Linked DNA regions of Sus scrofa: region 2 is linked to region 1. The links are chromatin contacts, called in public Hi-C maps. All regions are on one chromosome and are shown on one strand. The core of a region is the stretch at or near the end of the contact, and the rest is flanking DNA. Distances in the headings are between cores, read along the strand shown.

Region 1 (6,655 bases), core at 1,842-4,341:
AACCTGAGTCCTCATAGACACTAACCCGGTTCGGTTCCCCTGCACCACAAGGGGAACTCCTCAGAGCCAACTTTCCAAATTACAAAGCCATTCTCTAGCCTAAACCTTCATTCCACCAGAGTGGGTAAATAAGCAAGACATATTTAAATAAGAAACCTGTGAACAACGTTAATTACAAACAATATTTTACTCTAGCATTTCACCTGAAAGGTAATTAAGGGACGTGCACTGAAAGCATCACAGGATAAAGGTATAAACATTATCTTCATACAAAAACTATATTCTGGGGGTCATTTTGCAATGACAAGAAAATATCCCACAGGCGTTTCTTATTAATATTCAAACCAACAAAGCAGGCAACATTAGGTGGTTTCACGCGAGTAGCTTGTTTTCCCAAGGCTCTGCTCACTTTAATCTTCCAGAAAAATTCGAAATTTCTCTGACAAACAAGGGGGAACTCTGGGGGTAGGTCTCGGGAAGTACCAGCCGCCTTCCCAGGGCGAGCGAGGCGAGGGCAGGTTCACTACCCGGCCCCCTGGAGGCCGCGCCATCCCGGACAGCGCCCAGCCCGCCAAGCCCCACGGCCAGCACGTCGGCCCGAGAGTGCGAGGCGCCGCCCGGCCGTCCCCGCCCCCACACCGGCCGCTCCCCGTCGCCCTCCGCAACCCCCGCAGCCTCGGTCCGGGCCGCACTCACCAAGACCGCGCCACCCGAGCGCGCCGTCGCAGCTGTCCAGGACCGCGCAGAACTCGCCCAGGAGCGTGGGCGGCATGTCGAACAGCAGCGTGTGCGCCGAGAGCGCGCCGCGGGCCCCGCCGCTCCCCGCCGCCGTCCAGGCCATGGCTGCGCCGCTGGAGACCAGGGGCCAGGCCGGGGAGGGATGGGGAGCGCTAGCCTCTCCGCGGCCGCGCGTTGCCGTTACACAACCGCGGAAATCCTGCTTCCACGACGGCGGCCAAGACAGCCGCACACGCCTAGCCCCGGCCGCGCGGGGGGCGGGCCCCCCGTGACGCACAGCGTCGCTCCCGGGAGAGCCCCCGCGGACGCCGGCTCGGCGGCGGTTTCGCCCGGTCGCGGCTTCTGCCTTCTCGCGGGCTTTCAGTTTTCGACAGTCCTTTCGCTCCTGCGGCTTTGGGACGTGACCAGACGAGGCCAAGCGAAGAGTGAGAGCTGGAGAAAAACCAGAAGCGCAGAACTGATGAAGAGTCCGCCACCCTCTCGGCCTGGCCTGGATGGATATGAGATGACCTGTCATGACGTCTTTTTAAAAAACGTATTTCGTTTTACCCTGTTCCTTGAGGAACATTTGGAAAACCCAGAAAAACTGAAAGAGGAAAATAATGACTTACAGCCTCATTCAGCTGAAGGCAACTGCTCTAAACGTTTGGCACCTTTCCCTCCCAACTTTCACCGAAGTTAAACAGATAAATGTGCATGTCTTAATGATTATTGGAAGAGATGGACCTGGATACCAACAACGGAAAAACAGAAGAGAGAATAAAGTGGAATAAAATTGTGGACGTTTTCTTCACGAGGCTGTCCCTTCTCCATGCTGCTGTTTGGTTTTACCACCTTCTTTTCTCCCCGGGCTTTCCTGATGAAACATTTTTCAACCATCTTTTCCTTCCTCAAAGTGCTTCACAGGATCTTCCTCTTGCTTTAAACAGGGAGTTTAAGTAAAATTGGCTATTGTTTTGAAATCTTCCACTGTTTATGCTGTAATATCCCACCGCAGACATGATGCAAATACTACTGACAAAAAGAGGAGATGCTCAGTGGTGAAAAGAATCCCAACCTAAAGGAATGAAAAGTGGGATGATGGCTATCAGCTGAAAAATAGCCACACCTATTGGCCACCTTGCAGATTTCGGACTCTTGGGAGGATGGCGCGCCCTAGAGGTCAACAGTGATGATGCACCATCATTTCCTACCTGCTCAAATTTCCTAGTCGTTCTCACCCAAAGTATTCCACAAAGTATACTTGGAAATTGGTAAAGCTAATATCGTTTGGGCGAGAATTTCTATATCCCTTTTTTCAGTGCTCAAATTCCTTTCCATCTCTACACGCTTAGGAAGCCCTATACCCCTCAAAGGGACTACCTTATACTGCTTTGTACAAGCTGAGCAACACAGAGGCAATTAAGTACTTGAATTGCTGGAACAGGGGAGCCAAACTCAAATACGCAAAGGAGCTAGGAAATCACTGTGGCTGAGTGAATCCGTCAGCAAGACCTGCTTTTCCAGATCTTCTGATTTACAGAGAAGCAAGAATTTTATGTGAAAGCCTGATTATGTGAAATCTCTATAGACTGCATATTCTTGTGTTTTCATTGTTGTCAGTTAGTAGCAGATCATGCTCCCTCCCTGAAACTGCCTTTGACTTTTCAATTTTATATCATCAGGTTGTATCACTCATCACTCTTCACTGTTGCGGTCATCCACTGCTCTCCCCCTCCTCAATTCTGCCTCCTCATTTTTAGACCATATAGCTCCTGCTTACTGTAATTCTTTCAAGTGCAAACGCTGTCTTAATCCTTGGTGACTTAAAATACATGTAGATAAATGATGATCTTTCTAATACAAGGAACTATTTAAGTTCCTTGATTTGTCTTGTTCAGTGGTTTTGTCCTCCGTCCTTTTTCAGCCACTCACTCGTCCACTAGAACTTGTCATTGGCAATAACTGCACCCCACGTGTGAATTCTATTTCATCAATCTGCTCTCTGATCACATCTATCCTATCCTTCTAGTGCATTCCCTCTAGTACTCTAACCCCCCAAACCCCTACCCCCCCACCAGGATTCCAAATCCAAAATCTTGCCAACTTTTCTCTGGCCCCACCCTCTGGACATTTTCACTTTTCTCTTTATCCATCAAGTCTATACTCAATTATTTTAATCCCTCCCTTGCATATGCTCTCTATTCTCTTGCTCCCCCTCACTTTGTTGAACTCTTGGCAAATCTATCATCCTGATAAAATCCAGTTTTTGGCTCTACACACACACCTGATTATAGCTGGGAGGGAGTGGGGAGGAAAAAAAATCTTTTAATTGGACTCAATTTAAAATCAAGAGTTCCCGTCGTGGCGCAGCAGAAACGAATCTGGCTAGGAACCATGAGGTTGCGGGTTCCATCCCTGGCCTTACTCAGTGGGTTAAGGATCTGGCGTTGCCGTGAGCTGTGGTGTAGGTTGCAGACGTGGCTCGGATCCTACGTTGCTGTGGCTGTGGTGTAGGCCGGCGGCTACAGCTCCAATTTGACTCCTAGCCTGGGAACCTCCATGTGCCGTGGGTGCAGCCCTGAAAAGACAAAAAGAAAATTAAATAAATAAATAAAATCAAAGCCATGTTTCTCAAGTGGGTCCTTTATGCTGCCAGGCAGTAACACCAGTGCTGTTAGTTCATTTATTCTGCTGATCTCCTTGATAAGTCGTTTATGCCCAATTTCTTCTCCTTGATCTCTTAAACTTCTCCCTCATGCTTAGGCTTGGCTGATGATCTTAAGAGTACTGATGCATCAGGAAAAACTTTTGCAGAATCTTACCACATCAACCTACCTACTATCATCTGTGTCAACATACACTCTCATCCTCCCCCTCCCTTTTCTGTGGATCAATTATCAAGGTTCCCAAATCTCATCCCTTTACTTGGGCACTAGATCCCATCTTCTCTCATGCTCTGCAAAGTCATCAGTTCTCTTTTCTGGATCCATTCCATCAGCATGAAAAGATGCTGTTATTTTTTCCTTCTTAAAACAAACCAAAAAAAATTTTGATGCCATTTTCCTCTTTGATGCCACAATCATCCCATTTCTTTTCTCCTATTTATAGTAAAGGGTTGACTATTCTGTCTCTAATTTTTCTCCTTTTATCTTCTCTTAAGCCCACTGTAACTAAAGCCATCTGTCCCTCACTCCATTGAAACTACTCTCTTCAGGGTCACCTATCTCCACATCATTACTAAAGATAGTCAAGTAAGTCCCCATCTTATTTGACCTACCAGTACTTTTTTGTCACAGTTGATCACCTCTTCCTTCTTGGACACTTTTTTCATTTGTCTTCCACATTCTCTTACATTTTTTCTTGCTGCATTTGTTATTCTTCAGCTTCCCTTCATTGGGTCCTCCAATTCTCCCTGAACACTTTTAAAACATTTTTTATTCAAGTATAGTTGATTTATAATGTTGGGCGCTCTCCCATAACTCAGTGTTGGCATGCCCCAGTGCTCAGTTCATAGTTCTCTCTTTTGACACCCACTCCCTTGGTGATCTAAGCCAGTTTTGAGACTTTAAATAGCAACTATCTTCCCAGGACTGCCATATACCCATGTTTAGCCCAGACCTCTCTCTTGAGCTTCAGACTCAGGTCCACGATCAAACCCTTGATCATGCCTCCTGGACCTGCCCTTTGACATTCTTCCTCATCTACTCTATCCTTCCAGTTGCTTGAAGCAAAAACTATAGAGAGAAGAGACATCCTTGACTCCTCCACTTCTTCACAGCTTATGTCCAATCCACCAGCAAATCCTGGTGACTCTCTTCAAAATACATTTAGAATCTGATGATGCTTTTCTCCACCTCCACAACTGCCACTCTGGTTTGAGCCATCACCGGTCTTGTCCAGGTTACTGTCCTTGTCTCCTAACTAAAAGCTTTCACTATCGCCTCCTACAGGCTTTAATCAACCTTGCAGCCAGATTGAGCCTTTCAAATCACATCTGATGATGGCTCTCTGTTCAGAAACCAACAATGCTTCTAATATCACTCAGAAGAAAGATCAAACTCTTCATATGATCTGCATTCTCTTTCCCACTCCCCCTCCACTCTGTTACCCTCTGATGGTGTTTCCTTGTTCATTCTGCGTAGCGACAATGACTCCTTGCTGATCCTGGAACACACCAGGCAGAATCCCACATTAGATCAATTGTCCTTGCTACTCTCTTGCCTGGAATTCTCTTACCATGTGACTGTTGTCTACCCTGACTTCCATATTTAAAATTTATATGGTCCATGTACTCATATTCAGGCTGGCATGCAACTGGAATTGGCAATAAGTGACTGGAATTGGCAATGATCCTAAGAATACTGATTTTATAATATAATAATTTATGGCTCTGGAGACCAAATCTCATTCAGATTTCTCTCCCTCTCTTTCTCTCTTGATCTGAATAAGAACAGGCAGCAGCTTTGGCCATCTCTGGAACCATTTTGCAACCACACAGAGATGACTATTAGAACGAAGTGAGTCCTGGGGATGGTCTAATGAGAGAAAAAAAACAGACCCTTGATAAGATCATTAGCCAACTCATTTGTTCTATGCCTAGAGAATATCCTGCCTGTGGATTTGTAATTATATGACATAAGTTCTCCTATTAAGTCAGTTTTTAAACCAGGGGTGTTGTCATTTGCAGCTAAATGCATTCTAACTGATTCGCTGAAGAGACATTTGGTAATACTCCCTAATTTGTCGAGGGCCTATAAAACCTATGGGAAGGAAACGAGCTTCCTCCATCCAAAACTGGAGTTCAAGTGTATATATACAGCGCTATCTGTGGAATGTGAGACGGGCATGGAAACTGGATTGTGGAGAGAGACAGCAGGGCCCCTGAGAGAAAGTAAATGTTAGTAGAGAATGATTCTGCCAGGATGGGTGGAAGCAGTGTGAACTTCTAGCTGTGCATGAGAGTACCCTAGAATCCACCCAGCCCCAGACCCTGCACCGCACCCTACCCACTGCCAGCATACCTGCTTTCTGCTGAAGAGAGGGCTGTTGTGGAACCTCAGAATCCTTCACCATGTGACCCAGCCCTTTGCCATGGGATACTCCCCAACTCCACCCTCCCCCTCACCAAATTGTGGACACCAGAAGAAGGACGTTTTTCTATCCCAGCTGGAGGTAAGAGACTAATGTACTGCAAAGACGAACAGAGACACTGAGGAAAACTGAAGGCCAGGGTGACAATGACATTGTCAGTGGCCACGCCCCAGCTAAGCACAGGCATCAAAGCCTCCAAAACCTGGAGTTCCTGTCATGGCTCAGGGGGTTAAGAACCCAACAGCTAGTATCCATGAGGATGTGGTTCCAATCCCTGGCCCTGCTCTGTGGGTTAAGGACCTGGCATTGCCATGAGCTGTGGTGTAGGTCGAAGATGTGACTCGGATCCCATGTTGCTATCTATGGTTGTGGCGTAGGCAGCTGCAGCTCCAGTTCCACCTTGTGTGTGGCTGTTGGCACACTGGGCCATCTTGGGCCTGTTCAGTTCAACCAGTGACCCTCCTGGGAACTGTGCTGAGCAGTAAATCTCTTCTTTGTCATCAATGGCTTTGTAGTTAATAGAAATTGTTTAGTGATCATTAGGTCTACGTGGCCTCTATACTCTTTCAGTCCCTGAACAATGAAGAAGACTGTTGCTGATGTATTCTCTGGGCCCACAAGACTAGATACTCATCATAAATCTTGATTTAGGAGGGCACGTCCTGTTTCTAAGCACTTAAGCTAATTATAACATTGCCCCAGTGGCCCCTCAGCTTTGTGGAATGCAGTTTTGAATGATTCCAGATTCTTGTCCAACTGATCCCACTCTGTGAGTAAGTTACCCTGTAATCTATTGATCCATCCCTTGTATGGGGATTCCTGACTCATTTTTCAGTCCCAAGAT
Region 2 (6,499 bases), core at 2,915-5,414, 210 kb before region 1:
AGGTGAAGCCATGCATGGTAGTTATAGTACAAACCATGGCATCAGACTTGCCAAGCAGCCCCCGCTCCTCCATTTGAACCCTCTACCCCAAAGAATTTTGAAGCACTGCAGACCCCACCACACACTAAAGTTGTCATCTTAACTTTTTTCTCCCCAAATGGTTAATACTTGCCCAAACTGTCATTTCCAGTCTGTGGTAATTAGGCTTTAAATATATTTTTGTCAAAATGTGGAGGCAGAGATTTAGCCCAGACTCGTGGAAAATGTCCATTATGTAACCTGATTGTCAAAACTATTCCCCACCGTCCCCCCCTCAAACTAATCAGAGTTCACTCCCAGTCAGGATGTCGGCCTTCATTTTGCCATGCAAATAAACATCATAATGCACGCCCCCTCCTCTCCTTTCTGAATTCTGATTCTGAGATACAGAGATTGATGGATGAGTCTGTGCCTGGCAGAAACAGGCTCCACCCCCGAGCCCTTCCTTCAGGAAGGAGTCTTTCCCTAGTTATCCCTTGATTTGGTGCCTGGGGGTTTTTATATCCCAGGGCCAAGATCCTTCAAACATTTGAGATGGACAAGAAATACGTCTTCCATTTGTAAAGGCGCAGAAAAACAAATCTCAGGCCCCCAGAATTTTCTCAGCGGGGCTGATTTGGGGAAGATGTTAAGTGTGGAACTTGAGAAGCTAAAGATTGATTTTCCTGAAATTAGGTCTGGAACCTTCAGGAAATTTTGCAGATACCCCTAGGTACTTGAATGCAAATAATGAATGGTACCCTCCTGCAAAGACCATTATGAAGAATAAATAAGGTGATACAAATTAAGCACTTAATGAAGTTCTGGGTGCATAGTCAATTGCAGTTATTGCTGTTGCTGTAGTTGTTTGACCCCTTTGCTCCCTAGCAGTGTAATTTCTCAGTGGCTGAAGTGATCCTCAGGCCCATCTCGGCTGTCTGTGGGCCCCAGCCAGCTTAGCCATGCACGGTCCACACCCATGCAACCAGCACCCTTGGCCACTCCTTGGGCCTGGAACACACATCTGGTGGCAGGTTCCACTCTCAGAAGGACAGACCTGGGAAGTTGCCATTGTGGCTCAGTGAGTTAAGAACCAGACATAGCATCCGTGAGGATACAGGTTGGATCCCTGGCCTCATTCAGTGGTTAAGGATCCGGGGTTGCCACAAGCTGGAGTATAGGTTGCAGAAGCAGCTTGGACCAGTGTTGCCATGGCTGCAGTGTGGCCTGGCAGCTGCAGCACCCATTTGACCCCTAGCATGGGAATTTTTGTATAGCATGAGTGCAGCCATAAAAAGAAAAAAGGACAGACTTGGATTAGAAGCCCTCGCACACTCTGGAGGTGGACTCAGGGTGTCTGGGCAGGAAAGTCAGGGTTTTGATTTTCTAGAGCTTGCTCTAGGAAGGGGTGGATACAGGTCTGGATACATCCCCAGCTGAGCAGATTTCTCAACTGAACAGAGGATACGAGAGCCATATAAGCACAGGCCCAGCGCTGGGCTTTCCTGCTTAAGTCTAAGGGTCTTACCTTAGGGCTGTTAGAATCAGTTGGGATAATAGGTGTGCATGTGTCTTTCATAAGACTTAATTATGATCCCGAATTCAGTAAAAGTCAGCCTCCTCAAACAAACTAATGGAAACCTCAAGAAAAAGACTAGTTACGAAAATGGAATCTAATACCTTGTTTTTGTTTCAGGCACTGGCTTTCAGGCCTCAGGTTACAACTTCAATACCTATGACTGGAGGAGCCCCAAACAGAGGGGCAGTTTGTCCCCGGTCACCAAGCCGCGAAGCCAGACTTACCCAGATGTGGGGCTGAGTAATGAAGACTGGGACCGATCCACAGTCAGTGGGTAAGGTTTTTACCAGCTGCTGCCCTATCCCACCTGCTTCTGCGTCCTTTGAGCCAGATGTGAACTTCTCTGCTTCCAGCAGTCCCTGCCGGTAGCATTGGGAGCCCCGCATGAAGCCGCTTTAACTATCCATCCCAGCCCAGTGGCGGGGTTCTAGGACTCAGGCCTGCCCGGCCAGAGCCAACACCCACACAGCAGGGCAAGAGCTCAGCTTCCCCTAAAGAAAGCAACAGTAGGGAATTCCTGTTGTGGCTCAGTGGGTTAAGAACCTGGCTAGTATCCAGGAGGGCATGGGTTCAATCCCTGGCCTCACTCAGTGGGTTAAGGATCAGATGTTGCCACAAGCTGAGGTGTAGGTCCCAGCTGCAGCTCAGATCCCATGTTGCTGTGGCAGCTGCGGTTCTGATTCGACTCCTGGCCTGGGAACTTCCATATGCTGCAGGTGTAGCTGTGTAAAGAAAAAAAAGATAAAAGAAAGAAAACCACAGTTGCACATGGGGAAAATCGTCTGTAAACTGTGTCCTCACTCTATGATTAATTTCCTCTTCTTTCGTTTAAAGGTAGTTTCACATTAACTTACATTTAAAAAAAATTTTTTTTTTTTTTGAGTTGTTGTGCCTCAGCGGTAATGAGCCCGACTGGTATTCATGAGGATTCGGGTTCGATCCCTGACCTCACTCAGTGGGTTAAAGATCTGGCATTGCTGTGAGCTGTGGTGTAGGTCACAGACGCGGCTCAGATCTGGCGTTGCTGTGGCGTAGGCTGGTGACTGCAGCTCCAATTCAACCCCTAGCCTGGAAACTTCCATATGCTGTGGGTGCAGCCCTAAAAAGACAAAAAAAAATTTTTTTTAATTGGGAGTCCCATGTTTTTAACTGAGAGGTCTATTTTAGCAGTTTGCTCCTTACTGAAGTATTTTAAGACCATAAAAAGTGATAGCTGAAACTGACAGCACTAATAGCCTAAGCCTAGCTAGAACCCAGGTTGGGACTTGAACCTGCAGTTTTAAATTAGAATCAGTCACCCGGTGTCTGGACTCACTGAGGTTCAGGTTCTCCATGCCTCCGCACAGGAGGAATTCAGCAAGAGACAAAGTGATAGACAAGAAATAGATTTATTAGGATAGGACACTCTCGAGAGATGCAAGCGGGCAGGCAAGGAGGCTCTGCCCCCAGGATCCGGTGGGCTACAGTTTCATCATCCCAGGGGAGTTGGGAACTGAAAAGACTGCCTCTTCCTCTTTCTTCAAGTAGGAGCCCCTCCTTAGTATCCGGTAAGGAGTGTATTCAAATCAGCAGAAGGGTGGTCCTCAAACTCTGAATCTGAATGCAGGCTCACCCCATCCCCTACCCAATGACTTGAGGCTTATCTCAAGTCTCCACTAGTGACACAAGCCTACCTTGTTCTCGTGGTCGTCTCGAGATGTTATTAGCTTACAGTGATCTCCCAAAGTCCCCTAGGTTTCCCTCTCACTCTGTGGTCCCTTATTGGGTCTTCTACAACTGCCTGTGCCTACTCCATCCCTATCCATAGCACTTAACTGATCTATAATGATGTTTAGAAGGAGCGGGGAAAACATATTTTTCTCTCTCAAAGAAGAGGGCTGTTTCTCTTTTCCCTGTAGATAGAGCAGCTGAAAGAGTCCCATTCAGCAGTAGCCGTGACTTCTCTGAAATTCCATGAGAAAGACAATGGTCCTTGCAGACACTGCATGGTCTTTGCAACACTGAGTTCCCTAAAGCTTCCTTCCACTGGAACTGGCCTGTCTTGGAAGCCACAGGTGGAGCAGAGCCAGCTCCAAAATGAATCTCTATTGTGTGTGTGTGAGATGAGAGAGATTCTGGATATGGGGGAAAAAATATGTCTGGCAAGTTCTTAACGCAGCCTGTGCTCTTTGACAGCAGTTTTGCAGGGGCTCCCGACAGCACAGAGGCCGAGCAAGAGGAGAACTTCTGGTCCCAAGCGCTGGAGGATTTGGAAACCTGTGGACAGTCAGGAATCCTGAGAGAACTCGAGGTAGCCTCAGTCCTGCTACTTAACTTTTCTTGTTTCTACATTCATTTTTGTTTCGTTTTCTTTTGGTCCTTTTGAGTTTGCATTGATCACACCAGTTCATTTAAAAGCTTTAACCCCTTTCCACAGGAGAAAGCTGACAGGCGTGTGTCTTTGAGAAACATGACTCTCTTGGTAGCTACCCTTTCTGTTTATCTTTTTGCTTGTGCAGCTGCCTTCCCTGCCCCCTTGCCTTCCAGACAGTGATTTGATTTGACCCAATGCAGTTGAAAGTATTGATTTCCCCATTTCCACCCCACCCCAAGCTGACTGACCTGTGGCTTCTGCCATTGCTCCCTGCTAACCCTGACTGTACCTGTTTGCCACGGGATCGCTAGGGGCCAGCTAAGTTTCCCAGCAGTGGTGTCTCTCATTCTCTTATTTGCTTTCGAAAGGTTTCTTTGGCATGTTTTCTTTTGTACCTGGTAGAGACGTTAATTTGATCGTGAAGAGGAACATAAGAGGAAATTTTTCTTTCATGTCATTGTGCCCTAAAAGTAGACGACAATGCAGCTGGTAAAAAAAAAAAAAAAAAAAAAAAAGAAAAAAAAATTTAAATTTAAAAAATAAAGGCCAGTCTGATAAGCAGTCAAAATATTCCACAGTACATTGATGTTAATTGCAAATCCTGATTCTGTGTTAACTTGATGTGAATTCAAGGAGCTGCAGAGAGATGGAGTATAATAGCTGAACTCCTGGTGAGTTCTTTAATCAAACCCATAAATTTGCTGACGGTAGTCACGCTTTGGTCTGGGAAGTCCCGGACTGTTTCCTTTTATGTTCTTTTAAATTTTCTGAGCTGTTTAAAAAAAAAAAAAAAAAAAGTGGCAAAAGTCTCATTTTTATTTTGATGTCGTATGAGGTCCCCAAGTCACCATAAGGAATGTGAATGGCCTAACTGGGTGGACTCTTGCAATTCTAAAAATGATGACTCATCTTGATATTATTTTGCTTCTCAATTGCATGTGTGGATATTTTATGTGAGTCTAATGTTTGTGAATCTGCAAAGAGAATTATAAAGAAAACTATTAGTTTGAATTTGTAAACATCATGGTATTACCTGGCATGAACTTCAGCTTCAGAGCACAGTTAAAGGACCTGGAGATGGATAATCCTTTAAAATATAAATGACTCAAGATGTTAGCAGTTTGATTTCTTTTCCTGCGACTTTCAAAAAAAGTAGAATGCTTAAGTATCAGCTGGCTTATTTAAACTTTTACTGCTTCCTGTATGGAGAATGCTCTGCAGAAGAGGCCCAAACTGAAGAAGGATATCAATTTCCAATTTTTGAACCTATTTCTGCTTTTAAAAGCGTGTTTTGGCTCATATGTCTTTTTCACTTGGCATTTTGAAATACTTCTCTTTTGAAGAAGCAGTTATTCTTCTCATAGTTTCTTTTCCATTAGGTAAGATGAAGATCATGTGAAAATTAATACACTGAGATTGTTTTCACCCAGAGATTGAGTTACCTAATGAAAATGATATCCATCAGCACAGAAGTTATGTTGCAGCAGCCAATAGATTTTCTCTAGCATCACTTCAGGCAGGTGTGGCCCTTGAAATTATACATCCAGAAAAAAGTTGCTTGAACTTATAAGCCAAAGAGAAATTAAAGTTTTCAACTAGGAAGAATGATCGACACATCCTTAGAATCTTATTCACACTTTGGGAACAAAGTCCATTCATTCATTTGTTTCAATGAACTTTGATCCCTTAATTGTAAATGCTACTCTGCAAAAAATATTATTGCAGCTAGGTTCCTGCATATGAAATTTATATCCAGTATAAAAGTTAAAGCATACTGTAACTATAACAAATATAGAAGACGAGCTAAGATGGAAAGTGATTAAAATTGAAATAAAATGATAATTATACTAATCATTTTCCCCATTGCTAGCAATAATTTAGGTTCAATTTTAGCACTGAAAAACTCAGACTATGACTTTGGACAAGTTACTTAATCTCTCTTATCAGCTATTTCTTCTTTAAAATATGGGGATTATAATGACTAATTCTTATATGGCGCTTAACACAGAACACGGCACTTAATCAATGTTCAATAGGAATTCTTTTTTCTGCTTTTTTGAGTAATGAATACATACTGTCTTAACTATTTTTTGCTTAGTATAACACGGAAGAAGATTTAACTAAATGTCATGTAGAAAACTCTTAAACATACTCCTTCTAGGAGTTCCCGTCGTGGCGCAGTGGTTAACGAATCCGACTAGGAACCATGAGGTTGCGGGTTTGGTCCCTGCCCTTGCTCAGTGGGTTAAGGATCCGGCGTTGCCGTGAGCTGTGGTGTAGGTTGCAGATGTGGCTCGGATCATGCGCTGCTGTGGCTCTGGCATAGGCCGGTGGCTACAGCTCCGATTCGACCCCTAGCCTGGGAACCTCCATATGCCGTGGGAGTGGCCCAAGAAATAGCAAAAAGACAAAAAAACAAAACAAAACAAAACATACTCCTTCTAAGTTGTATGCATACCAGTTATCTCACTGATAATTTTCAAAAAGTATAGTTATGAGTTGCACAAAATGAAAACAGGTGATGCATACTCTGGAAGCAAAAATAAATC

The links. Hi-C and Micro-C count contacts between places; a contact is called where the count stands out from the background.
Region 2: a contact with region 1 is called in a Hi-C map of liver, with 2.3 times the contacts expected there. The contact joins the enhancer-like site here to the promoter of IRAK3 in region 1. A contact is called at or near these places in 1 of 5 promoter capture datasets (liver) and 3 of 47 Hi-C or Micro-C datasets (alveolar macrophages, heart right ventricle and liver).

What each region holds. Positions count from the first base shown.
Region 1 is chr5:30,521,140-30,527,794 of Sscrofa11.1, reverse strand. IRAK3 (interleukin-1 receptor-associated kinase 3) reads right to left here and starts at 3,091. Exons shown (of 13, transcript XM_021091960.1): 1 at 697-3,091. The coding sequence starts at 1,255.
Region 2 is chr5:30,727,411-30,733,909 of Sscrofa11.1, reverse strand. It overlaps GRIP1 (glutamate receptor-interacting protein 1), which reads left to right. Exons shown (of 23, transcript XM_021092918.1): 19 at 1,715-1,871; 20 at 3,776-3,887. Among named protein-coding and RNA genes, the nearest start is that of HELB, 85 kb to the right of the region's middle. Within about 2 kb of position 4,164, at least 3 of the 83 cell types and tissues checked have an H3K27ac peak or open chromatin away from gene starts, as enhancers often do. A contact at or near this core is called in liver, where this site is marked.